Linked DNA regions of Gossypium hirsutum: region 2 is linked to region 1. Evidence: chromatin contacts called from public Hi-C data. All regions are on one chromosome and are shown on one strand. The core of a region is the stretch at or near the end of the contact, and the rest is flanking DNA. Distances in the headings are between cores, read along the strand shown. Region 1 holds the start of LOC107946869 (glutamine-dependent NAD(+) synthetase). Region 2 holds the start of LOC107893959 (dynamin-related protein 5A).

Region 1 (5,848 bases), core at 1,368-3,867:
TAATTGATAAATGTTCAAAATTGGCTTTCAGCCATAAAAATCTCAAACCCGTAAATTTGGACTCAACATCATTGGGCGAGACTCCTAGTAGGCTATAACAAATGGAAATCGGCTCAGCTATCGTACTTACGCCTGTTACGGCACTTCCGTAGATTGGGAGCCCAAGTTACAATGCAACATCCTCCAAAGTGACAATGCACTCCCCAAGTGGTAAATGAAAAGTGTAGGTCTCCGGGCTCCAACGCTCGACCAATGTGGATATTAAATCGTACCACAAAATAAAACGTTTGGATCAATACTACTGACCCGAATCTGGCTAACTCCAAGTATGGCATCAGTCATTCATCTGGGGGATATCCTAAACAATTCACCTGACCCTTTAATGCACTGTATGAGCCCTAACACTATTAAATTACAGAAAATAGTTATTATAACATAATTTAGTTCCGTAAATGACGTAGAACTTTATTTAAGGGAACCCGTGATTAACAAATAACAATATATTACCATATTATTAATTGTGTTTGATATGTGATCATCATTCTTAATCAATGAACCCATTGTGATATCTACAATTTCAAAACAAATTTCGGTAATTAATTTCTAAGTTTGATGCATTTTAAATATTTATCAAAATACTTAAATTTTATATATTGTTTTTAATTACAAAAAATACCAAATAGTTTTGTCCACATCATATTTTTTGCTATACTACATTAACAAAATAAATACATCTTATAAATTCCAACTCAAACTCTAACTCTATGGTCTCATTCACAAATTTCATCTCAATGGTTTAATCTTTTACCTACAGAAAAAACAAAAAAATTATATTAAAATAATAAAAATAATATGCCAATAAAAAATATATATATAACAAAAACATAACATAAACTACCTCAACATAATAAATACGAATATTTTTATTATTATTTTAAAATGATAATAAGTAAAATGTATTAGTTTAAAATATAATATATATAATAACATGCCAACTTAATTATTGTCAAAAAATATAATAAAAAAAATTTGCATAGAAGGATTCGAAAGAAATTTCATTTATAATATTTATAAAAAACATAAAATAAAATTTAAAAACATAAACTCTTATTCTCAATTATTAAATCTTAAAAAATTAGAACTTGTAAACTATTATTCCTAATTTATCTCATAAATTCCAACTCAATGGTCTCATCTTTTACCTACATAAAAAATAAAAATAAAATTATATTAAAATAATCAAAATAACATGCCAAATAAATTACATAAAAAATAAATCTAATCAACCTAAAACACACATAACAAATAAATTATATAAAAAATAAAACATTCTTTACACACAACATAAATAGGCTTTTTTACTTCAATAAACATTAAAAATAACTTATGAATGAATGAAAATATAAAATAAATACAAATATACCTTAATAGCTCTTTTTAACTAAATAATACCTTATAAAAATTAAATTAAAAATTAAATTCGAATTAAATCAACAATAAAAATAAAAATAATTAACATTTATTTATAACAAAAAAACTTACTAAATAAAAAAATTATCATTTACTATTCTTTTAAACATCAAATCTTTCCTAAACAACAATGTCTCTTTTCCTTTTCTATTTTTTTTCCTTCTCTTTCTCCTTTCCTCTCTCTATTTTGCTTCTCTTTTTTTCTTTCTTTTTCCCCTTCCCGCTCTCTCCTTCTTCTTCTTCTCTTCTTCAAAGATTTTCTTCTCTCTTCCAGCAAAAATTAGGACATTGGGGATCTTATAATGGTCCCCAAAAACACAACTTACGGGCATGCCATCCGACTCGTCCAATCACTGACAAGCTATAGGTGTGCCGCCTCTCTAGTAAGCATGACCAGTCAGTGCTGCCTCTCTAGTAGGCATGACCAGTGCTGCTTAGTTGTCGTGTCCCATCTGTAACAGCAGGTCAGGTTTTGTTCGTATACGGGTCATATTTGACCCGTATTTCTTTAGGTATCACCTATTTAGTTGTCATTATCAATTTTTTAATAATTTTTTCAGTCAAATGTGTCAATATTTTAGAGTGATGCCGCCTATACACTACCTTCCACTTGTTTGGACGTACCATTTTGGAACATAATTTATTTAACATACCATTTAAGTAATTTTTTTATTTTTATAATATATAGGTAAAAAACCCTTTTTGAAGATTAAAAATAATTAGAAATTCAAAACTAAAATTGAATTGTTGAAATACTAAATTTCAATTAATTTAAAATCTTGAATTTTAAGCATTTTGATTTTTAAATAAAAATATTTGAAAATATAAATCTAAATTTATGTTCCCAAATCCTGCAATAGGAAATTGGAAAGAAAAATAAGAATTTCTTCGGAAAAATAAATAAATTAAGAAAAATAAATAAATAAAATGCAGCAAAAAAAAAAAAAGGGGATCCCATTTGACACGCGTCAAACGACGTGTTTTCATAGACAGTAAGACACTTTGTAATTGTACGTGTCAAACTAAAAAAAGTCAAAACCAAAACAGCAGTTAAACCCGTCCAAGGATCCTGGAGCCTTGAACCCGTTAACCTGAATTCAAAGTCTCTGTCTTCCTTTCTTAAAAGTCCTGTATAAAACCGAATCTGATGCGCCAAATACAAGGCCGCTAATTCTCTGTCCCATATCGAAACACCCACCTCGTATTTCCCGTCCGCCTCCCTTTCTTCTTCTTCTTCTTCTTCTTCTTCTTCTTCTTCCTCTTTGCAAGTGATTTTGAGTGAACTGATTTTAATTTTTGGGTGTTTTAATTGTTTTTAAGAGATTCCCTCAAAGATGAGACTGCTGAAAGTCGCCACCTGTAATTTGAACCAATGGGCGATGGATTTTGATTGCAATTTGAAGCACATTAAGGATTCCATAACAAGGGCAAAAGAAGTTGGTGCTGTCATCAGGCTCGGACCCGAGCTTGAAATCACTGGCTATGGCTGTGAAGATCATTTCTTGGAACTCGATACAGTCAATCACGCGTAAGTTCCCTTTTTTTTTATTCCCCTCCCCCCCCCAAAAAAAAGAAGAAGAGAGATTCTTGGAGCTTTGCTTTGCTTTGTGAGGTTATTAAAACTTGGGTCATCAGTCGTTTGTTGGTTATTAGAATTGAATTGTAGTGATTACTGGTTTTTTCTTTATGGAATGCAGCGTATGTTTTTTGCTTCTTCTTTTTTTTTTCTAAATTTACAGTATAAACTGAAACATTTGGTTTTTTTATTTAGGAAAGTGCCCCCTTTTTTTTTTCTTTTTTTTTCTGGATAATGCTTGGTTGTTTGAATGACACAACTAATATTTTGCTTCTCTGAAATGACAGTTGGGATTATTTGTTTGCAGGTGGGAGTGTTTGAAAGAAATACTTCTTGGTGATTGGACGGACGGCATATTGTGCAGCATAGGAATGCCCATCATTAGAGGATCAGAGCGTTATAATTGTCAAGTTTTGTGTTTTAACCGGAAAATTGTCATGATAAGACCAAAGATGTGGCTTGCAAATGATGGCAATTACAGGGAGCTTCGCTGGTTTACCACATGGAAGCAAAAGGACCAGCTTGTAGAATTTCAGATCCCACCTGAAATTTCTGAGGCCTTATCACAGAACTTAGTGCCTTTTGGTTACGGATACATTCAGTTTTTGGACACGTAAGCTTAATACTACAGGTTCTTCTCTTATTAGTTTCCATTAAGTTTTATGCCTTAGCTCATAATGATGTCATAACCAATATCGATCATCATAAGATCATGTCTTCTCTATGTAATGATGCAAATGTAACTTAACATGCAAATAGGTTACATCGCTCGTCATATGAAAGTTTGTCATGGGTTCTTGATGAAACACTAATATTTGAACCTATTTGATCCCTTGTTAGAGCTGTTGCGGCAGAAATTTGTGAAGAGCTTTTTACTCCTAATCCTCCCATACCGAGCTTGCATTAAATGGGGTTGAAGTTTTCCTGAATGCCAGTGGGAGTCACCATCAATTGAGAAAGCTAGACCTTCGACTTCGTGCTTTTATAGGTGCTACTTATACTCGTGGAGGGGTTTACATGTACAGTAACCACCAGGGCTGTGATGGTGCACGGCTGTATTATGGTAAATAACATGCTTTATTTCCCACTTTATTTCATGGTAACTTTACTCTAGGTTCCAGCATAAATTTAACTAGCAATATGATTTAAGTAGTAATCTTGCTTTGGTGCTTCTGCACCATTAGAAAATGTGTTGTCTTTCGTGCAAAAATATTGTTTGGTTTATTGAGCACTAATTTATTTATTTCAGATGGGTGTTCCTGTGTTGTTGTGAACGGAGAGGTGGTTGCTCAAGGCTCACAGTTCTCCTTGAAGGATGTTGAGGTTGTGGTTGCTCAAGTAGATTTAGATGCGGTATGTTGTAACTTTGCACTCCAATATTTTTATGTTTGTTGGGTATTAGAAAAGTATTCTTACTTGAAGCTTGAATGCTATTAATGTATTACCTTTTGTTAAGGTTTTTTTGCATAAAAGAGAAGGGAAAATGATGATCTCCTATTTTGAGAATCTCTGCCACAAGAAGTCCAATAAATAAATAATATGAAGGCAATTATTGAAGACAAAATACTATTAATGCCTAATGGTCACAACAAGAAGATTCTATTTATACAAATTGGTGGCAAGTTAGGGTTTGCCGCATTTTCCAATACTTATGCATATGAAAAATTATACTGAAATTTTTGCATTTCTTTGTTAACTACAGGTTGCTAGTTTAAGAGGATCCATAAGTAGTTTTCAAGAACAAGCAAGTTGCAAAACCAAAGTCTCATCTGTAACTGTACCTTACAATATTTGCAAACCTTTTAACCTGAAAATGTTACTTTCTAGTCCACAGAAGGTTCGTTCTTGCTCAGAAGACATTGCTGTGAAAATAAAAAGCTTCTCTGTATTAGTGATTGTTTATTACCTAACTGCATTATGTTATGAATTGAAGATCATGTACCATTCTCCTGAGGAAGAAATAGCATTTGGTCCTGGCTGTTGGCTATGGGACTATTTAAGAAGAAGTGGAGCTTCTGGTTTTTTGCTTCCTCTTTCTGGTGGCGCAGACAGTTCCTGTGTAGCTGCTATAGTTGGATGCATGTGCCAACTTGTTGTCAAAGGTTAATTTATGATTTCATTGTATCCTGCTGCCAAGTAGCACTGCTTCGTTTCTGCTTTTTTATTGGAGTTTTGAACTTCAATTCGTCAAGAATCTTTTCCTGTCACTAAAACCCTTACTGACGAGTCTTCTGCATCATATTTTCTGTTAATAATTAATTTTGCGCATACATACTGTGTTTCAGAAATTGCAAATGGAGACGAACAAGTTAAAGCTGATGCAATGCGGATCGGGAATTACACTGATGGAAAGTTTCCAGCTGACAGCAAGGAATTTGCTAAACGTATATTCTATACGGTCTACATGGGTTCTGAAAACAGGTCAGGTCACAGCATACATCCATAGCTATTCTTTCTTCAAGCTGGTTGTGAGGCTTGACTTTCTTGAGCTGACTACTGAGAATACATATGGTACTAAGTATTAACACTACAGAGGGAGAACAGCATTACACTGTACAATAAAATTTCTTAATCCAGTATGAATCATTGCTATTAACTTCTATAGTTCTAGTAAGTCCCCTTTATGGTTGCCCTTGAAGAATTTTTTGCGCCGCCATCCCAATGTTCTTTCTTCAGATCGATTATTGATTTTACTAGAAATTAAGGAGAACCCTTCCATCTACATGTTTGCTGTCAAGAAAAGTGTCTTAAAAAGGTTTTTCAAATTCTTTAGAGAATTGGATATATATTAGTTAGTAGTAA
Region 2 (5,848 bases), core at 2,080-4,579, 590 kb after region 1:
GGAAAACCAGAATAATATTTACAAGTCAAATTGAACATAATATTCCGTTTCCCAAGATTTCTTTCATACCGCATCAACCGCAGCCTCCGCCGGACCTCGGATAGTAACTAGAGTAGATTCAATCAAACGACGATATCCTTGTTCGGGAGCTATTAAATGTGGTTGATAACCATCAGCTTCAGTAATGAGCTTCTTAATATTCTCCATAGATAGTTGCCTGTCAAATTGCAACCTTTTCAAAGCAGCAGGAAGTTGGTTGTCAAAAACATTGTAAACCTTATCACCACCGGAACGCCTGTGAACAAAAATTCAACGTCATCAAAAATAGCAAAAAATGAGTGAACCTGGAGACAGGTAACTTAAGGATTATAGTAAAAAACAAAATGTGATACATACACGCCATCCAGATGTTCTCGGAAGTTTTGGTCAAAAAGACGGCATATCTCCATGATTGAGTACAACTTTCCCTGTATAAAAATTTAAGCCATCAGCAATTCTCAAAGAACTTTTAACCGAGAATCATCTGCAATTAGAAATGGCTGAGCATATCCAAACTTCAGCCACACACACAAGATAGAGAGAGATAAGAGGAAGAGAACACTTACGCCTGCATCAGCAGCAATAGGCCTTCCGAGACGACTCAATTCAGTTTCAAGTTCAACAATTGTTTTACTAATAAGGGACTGAATGCCTGGAATTCTGGACTTGATTACAGTTTCCAAATGCTGAAACATTAACCAGAATGACAACATTAATACCAACTGAAGAAAATGTAGCACTGAATCCAGTACCATCATTACCTTTACAAGGGAAAATTAAGGATTAAATAGGTTTTAACAAAACAAACACAAACTTCCCATTAGCATACCTTTGAGAGCATCTTAGCGAGATGCTCAGATCCCATTCTGTGAGCAAGGTGCCTATACTCAGGGGTACTAGCAAAATATTCGCGCTCTCTACGCCGAGCAGCAATCATGTCAACGTTCTTATTAATATCTGCTTGTGAGCGATTCACAACACCAACCCAAGGAAATTTCAGCCGATAAGATTTTCCTTCCAGTATCTGAATCCACAAAAATATGACTTAAAGAACATAATAATGCCTAATGCATCTAATACTCAAGACTCTAAAAGGTTTTAGCATGTCTAAATCAAGCATAAATCAACTTACATCAACTGCATTAGTGCCCTTATCCATCAGATCAATCTTTGTCAAGACACCCAAAGTCCTCTCCCCTGAAAGGTTAATACCAATGCCAGGTATTAGAAAATCAGACTTGTACAACCCCTATACTTCAAAGAACCACAAGTCCAAAAGCTTACATAGCACAGCAATAATTTTACAGAGAATGAATTCAAAACCAGCAATGGTTTCACATGATATTACCAATGAACAAGTAGAAAATACCATAATCTTGAGGTGCACTGCAAGGAAGAAGATCATGGAACAAATTGATCATGGAAAAGGTTACCTGTAGGGTCCACCTCACGTGAAATTTTAATTGCATCTGACGTAGCCAGATCTTGATTAGCAGGTGAAATTGCCAATATTATACAGTTGGGCTGCGTAAGAAGTTCAACAAACAAAGATAAGAACATTCCATTCAGCTTTCATACTTGGATAAAAGAATATACACTGCAAAGTTATTAGGGACAGAAGAACCAATAATTTACAACAAAAACTATCCACAATACAGTTTTCCTAGACCTTGATAGCCATCACATTAGAGAATTTTACTGAAAAAAAAAAGAAACAGCCATGCCGCATTTTACCTTCTCAATGTAGGAGCGAACCATATTCTCGATATCTTGTACAATGCTTTCAGGTTGACCCTCTGCATTTAGCAAGATAATCCATCAATATCCCATAATTTAATAATTCTTTTTGCAAATCTTATTAACAGAAGAGAATGAAATTGGGGTATATAAAGTGCAAAAATGCTATGGTTTTTTTTTTTTTTATTACATGGGAAATAAAAAGAATTAAAATTTGAATATTATACTTATTTTAGGTCCCGTGGAAATATGGTAGTCTAAATTAGAGAAAGCATTATAAGGATTGCAATTTTCTTTGAATTTTCACTAGGCGTTTCCGTTAACTTACCAACAGCTACCTTCGTCAGACCAGGAAGGTCAACCAGAGTCAAATTGACAACTGCATAAAATTACATAAAAAAAATAAGTAGAGAAAATATCTTATATACTGGAGATTTGGTAGAACTATAACATATAATAAGATGACTTTTTACAATTAAATAAAGTGGAAGAAAACAGAAATAATTTTTACAAACAGGTCATACCGTTGGGAGAAAATATACTAAGATGAATTGGAACACTAGATATTTGTTTAGTTCGCCCAGTTTCTCTATCCGTCTCATCTTGAATCTCCTTCCTAACAGCAGCTATAACGTAGATAATAAAAAGTTAAACCCTAAGATTTATATAATTCCTTTTGCTTAAATAAAGAACGATAAGAAGATATTTACCAAAATCGGTAAATCTTTTTCTAGGAAGGTGAAGAAACTCAGCATATTCTCTGGTTCCTTCATCACTCTTATGAAGCTGTAACACCAGAGGTCTACGAGTAACAATACCTGCATTAATTTTTAATCAAAAAAGCAGAATGAAAGAAAAAAGAATCAGTTCTTGAGTTGCTTAACGATGAAGGATAGATTGAGAGCGATAACTTATTGTTTTTACCGGATCCACGAGGTAAAAAATCCTTGCCGACAACGCTTTCCAACACCGAAGATTTCCCTGAACTCTGTTAATATTGAAATCTCAGACCAGCAGATCATAAAAGAAAAAAGAAAACAAAGGTTGACTAGAAATAGAAAAAGGAAAAGATAGATCGAGCGTCGACCTGACCACCAACGACGGCGATCGCCGGTAAGGAATCCCAAAGAGTAGGCAAGGCGCTTGCCTCTCCATGATCACCAAGAGCAGTGCAAGCTCTTTGAATCTTGTTCACCAGAGAAATCAAATTATCCATTTTTTTCTTTTTCTTTTTTAAGATGGGTGCCGGCGACGATAACAAGCGTCGGATTCAAATAAGCTAGATCTGAGCTGAAAAGGTAAAGAAACGGCACCTGTCAGATCTGAGTGAGAAATGAGAACTAAATGAAGTTCCGTCCGGAGAAAGCAGTTTTTTGAAGTTTTGAAATGGAGGAAGAATAAAGAGACTTCGGCTTTAAAAGTGAAGCGCGTTTTATTTATTATTTATTTATTTATTTTAAATATTATTTTTACCACCGATTTATTTTGTGTTTGAATTTAGTATGCATTTTTGAAGTGAAACGGCGTGTCTAGCTACGACAATGGAGTAAACAATGCCTGGAAAAACTCCGGGCCGGAAAGTGATAAATAAGGCCATTGGCTTAGGTAAAAATATATTCGACTCGACAGAGCTTACTTGGTAAAATTAATTCCAATTTTTCTAATTAAAATTATGAAATCGGATAAATAAATTGAAATTGATTTATTGTTGAATTTTTGGATTAATAATTTTAAAGAAAAAATAAGAAGATGAATTATTTGAATTCTTAAAATTAACGAGAGAATGTAATTTTCAAATAAAAAAATCACTATATTTAATTTTTAAACCATAATCTTTTTATAATATAATTATATAAAAAAAAGGAAAAAAGATTTTCTGCATGTTAAAGTTTTATTTTATTTTTTGTTGAGATATTCAATTCCATTATCTTTTTCCTATCTAAATAAAAGAAAGCCGCTAATCAAACAAGGGAAACTCTTAGATTTCTTTTTCTTTCTTCCTATAACTTCAATCCATACATAAGTAAAATATCATAAATGAATTTATTAATTAAAAAAAAAAGGAAGTAGATTAAATTAACATTTTCTCATAAAGATTTAAATTTCAAAAAGCTAATAATTGAAATCCTAAGATTTGGGTTTTATAGTTCACATTTTTGTTTGTATGTGTAGAGTGGAAGGCATTTCAAAATTAAATTTAAAAGACTACACAATAACAGATGGCATGGCATGGCAACCTTTTTCTTTTCTTTATTGGATTTAATTAAATTGGCGATATAAAGCCGTTGGACTTGGAGACTAGTCCAATATTCCGTTTGTAGTGGGCCTGTATCTTTATACTTTTATAATTATTCAATGACGCTTTAATTTAAGGGGTTTTATTTTTATTAGCCTTACAGAAACAACTTTTGTGTGTTTTTTTCCTTTGATTGGAGGTTCACCATTTAATAAACTTAAAATTCAAATTTTTGTAATATTAACAATCATAAAGGATGTAATAAAAAAATGAACAATGATGGTATTTTTCATTACAAGTATCTATGTGTAGTTCGTGTTCATGTGATAATTTACTCCTACTGGTAACAGCCACAAACGATTGCTAGTAATGAGGAGCAGTATAATACAAGCTTCTGAGCAGTTGAAGCATCCCTATACTAAGTATGTTCCTCTTTCTCTATAATTCGTAACATCTTTAATCGTATTAATTAATCACCTAAAATCCTGTCAATAATAAAAAATAAAAATCCTATGATCATAAAATGTCTTTATAGATTGGTGGTTTCACAGTGTCTTCACTTCATCACTCCGTTTGACTCAGGAGATCCATATCCATATGGATTCTTGCTGGCCCAGTTCCACTGATCCCTGCACATTTCTTCAATGCCGTACCTTGCCCTGCAATCAATCACAACCCAATTCATCTAAGATTCCTCTCCTCAACAATAAAATGAACTTTATAAACTATTGCCTTACCTCCAATTCAATTCACGCTCCGCTTTTTTGGTTGAAGCATACACAATTTCGGCATCACCGGCTCGACGTCCCGCCATTACAAGAGGAATTTTCTGATAAAAGGTCAAACCTTTGCTATGTTAATAAAATTGTCCTAGATACTCTCCCGGACAGAATGGAAGAACAAAAGATCACAAGTACCTTCCCAGATGCCCTTTCAAAAGCATTAACCATCTCCAATACTGATGTTCCTTTACCTGTTCCCAAGTTGTAGACCTCACAACCTATAATAGCATAGCTGGAAGGATTAAGGGCCAATTCTACTTGAAGCAATAAATAGTTGCAAATACAGAAAAGCAACAGTTTAGAAAAAGCCACTTCAATATATTACTCTCGTCTGCTACCATAAACTGAATAATCGAGGCAGCTAGACAGTCACAAACACGACATTACATGGAAGGAAACAAAATAAAGAATGTGAAATATACCTATTTTTGGATCAGATAATTTACGTAATGCAGCAATGTGCCCATCTGCTAAATCAACAACGTGAATATAATCACGTACCTGCAAAGAGACAAGTAACAAGCCTTTTGTCACAAGGAATCACAACCTTGGATGCAAATTTCCCAACCTTCAGGTTTAAGTCTAAAAGAATTTGTCAAATCTAATGGAAAGAATAATCCCTTAAGTCCTGAAGCATATTGCTTCAAAATGTTGAAGGGCACAAACATTTAATAGCCAAGAAGGGAGCCTGTGCTTCATGAGGTGGTCTACTTGATTACAAGGAAGAAAAGGTTTGCTTATAAAAGGAATCGAAGGAGATGTTAGGTGTTTAAGCACATATCAAGCATAACTGACAAAAAAGTTGTAGATGGAAACTGAACAGAATTCAATCATACTACAGTTCCTACACATATAGTAAACATTTTCTGAAATATGAGATATAATCTAACCGAATTAACAGTAATACTGATAAAAGCTTACCCCAGTACCATCCTTTGAGGCATAATCATTTCCAAAAACTGTCAACGCTGGTCGCCTCCCGACAGCAACTTGTTGCACAAAAGGCATGAGATTGTTTGGAATACCCCGGGGATCCTCACCTATATGGCCACTA

What was found. A called contact is a pair of places that touch in the nucleus more often than the background predicts.
Region 2: a Hi-C map of leaf shows a contact between it and region 1, with 2.8 times the contacts expected there. The contact joins the promoter of LOC107893959 here to the promoter of LOC107946869 in region 1. A contact is called at or near these places in 2 of 34 Hi-C or Micro-C datasets (both in leaf).

The regions. Positions count from the first base shown.
Region 1 is chrA08:79,403,029-79,408,876 of Gossypium_hirsutum_v2.1, forward strand. LOC107946869 (glutamine-dependent NAD(+) synthetase) reads left to right here and starts at 2,618. Exons shown (of 14, transcript XM_016881366.2): 1 at 2,618-2,998; 2 at 3,354-3,659; 3 at 3,887-3,930; 4 at 3,933-4,109; 5 at 4,296-4,399; 6 at 4,749-4,883; 7 at 4,980-5,148; 8 at 5,332-5,467. The coding sequence starts at 2,805.
Region 2 is chrA08:79,992,125-79,997,972 of Gossypium_hirsutum_v2.1, forward strand. LOC107893959 (dynamin-related protein 5A) reads right to left here and starts at 3,330. Exons shown (of 16, transcript XM_016819120.2): 1 at 2,864-3,330; 2 at 2,701-2,764; 3 at 2,487-2,594; 4 at 2,301-2,402; 5 at 2,105-2,155; 6 at 1,774-1,835; 7 at 1,473-1,563; 8 at 1,172-1,236; 9 at 869-1,063; 10 at 606-725; 11 at 397-467; 12 at 70-295. The coding sequence starts at 2,992. It overlaps LOC107893957 (UDP-glucose 4-epimerase GEPI48), which reads right to left. Exons shown (of 9, transcript XM_016819119.2): 5 at 5,716-5,848; 6 at 5,217-5,295; 7 at 4,930-5,012; 8 at 4,750-4,841; 9 at 4,283-4,671. The coding sequence ends at 4,569.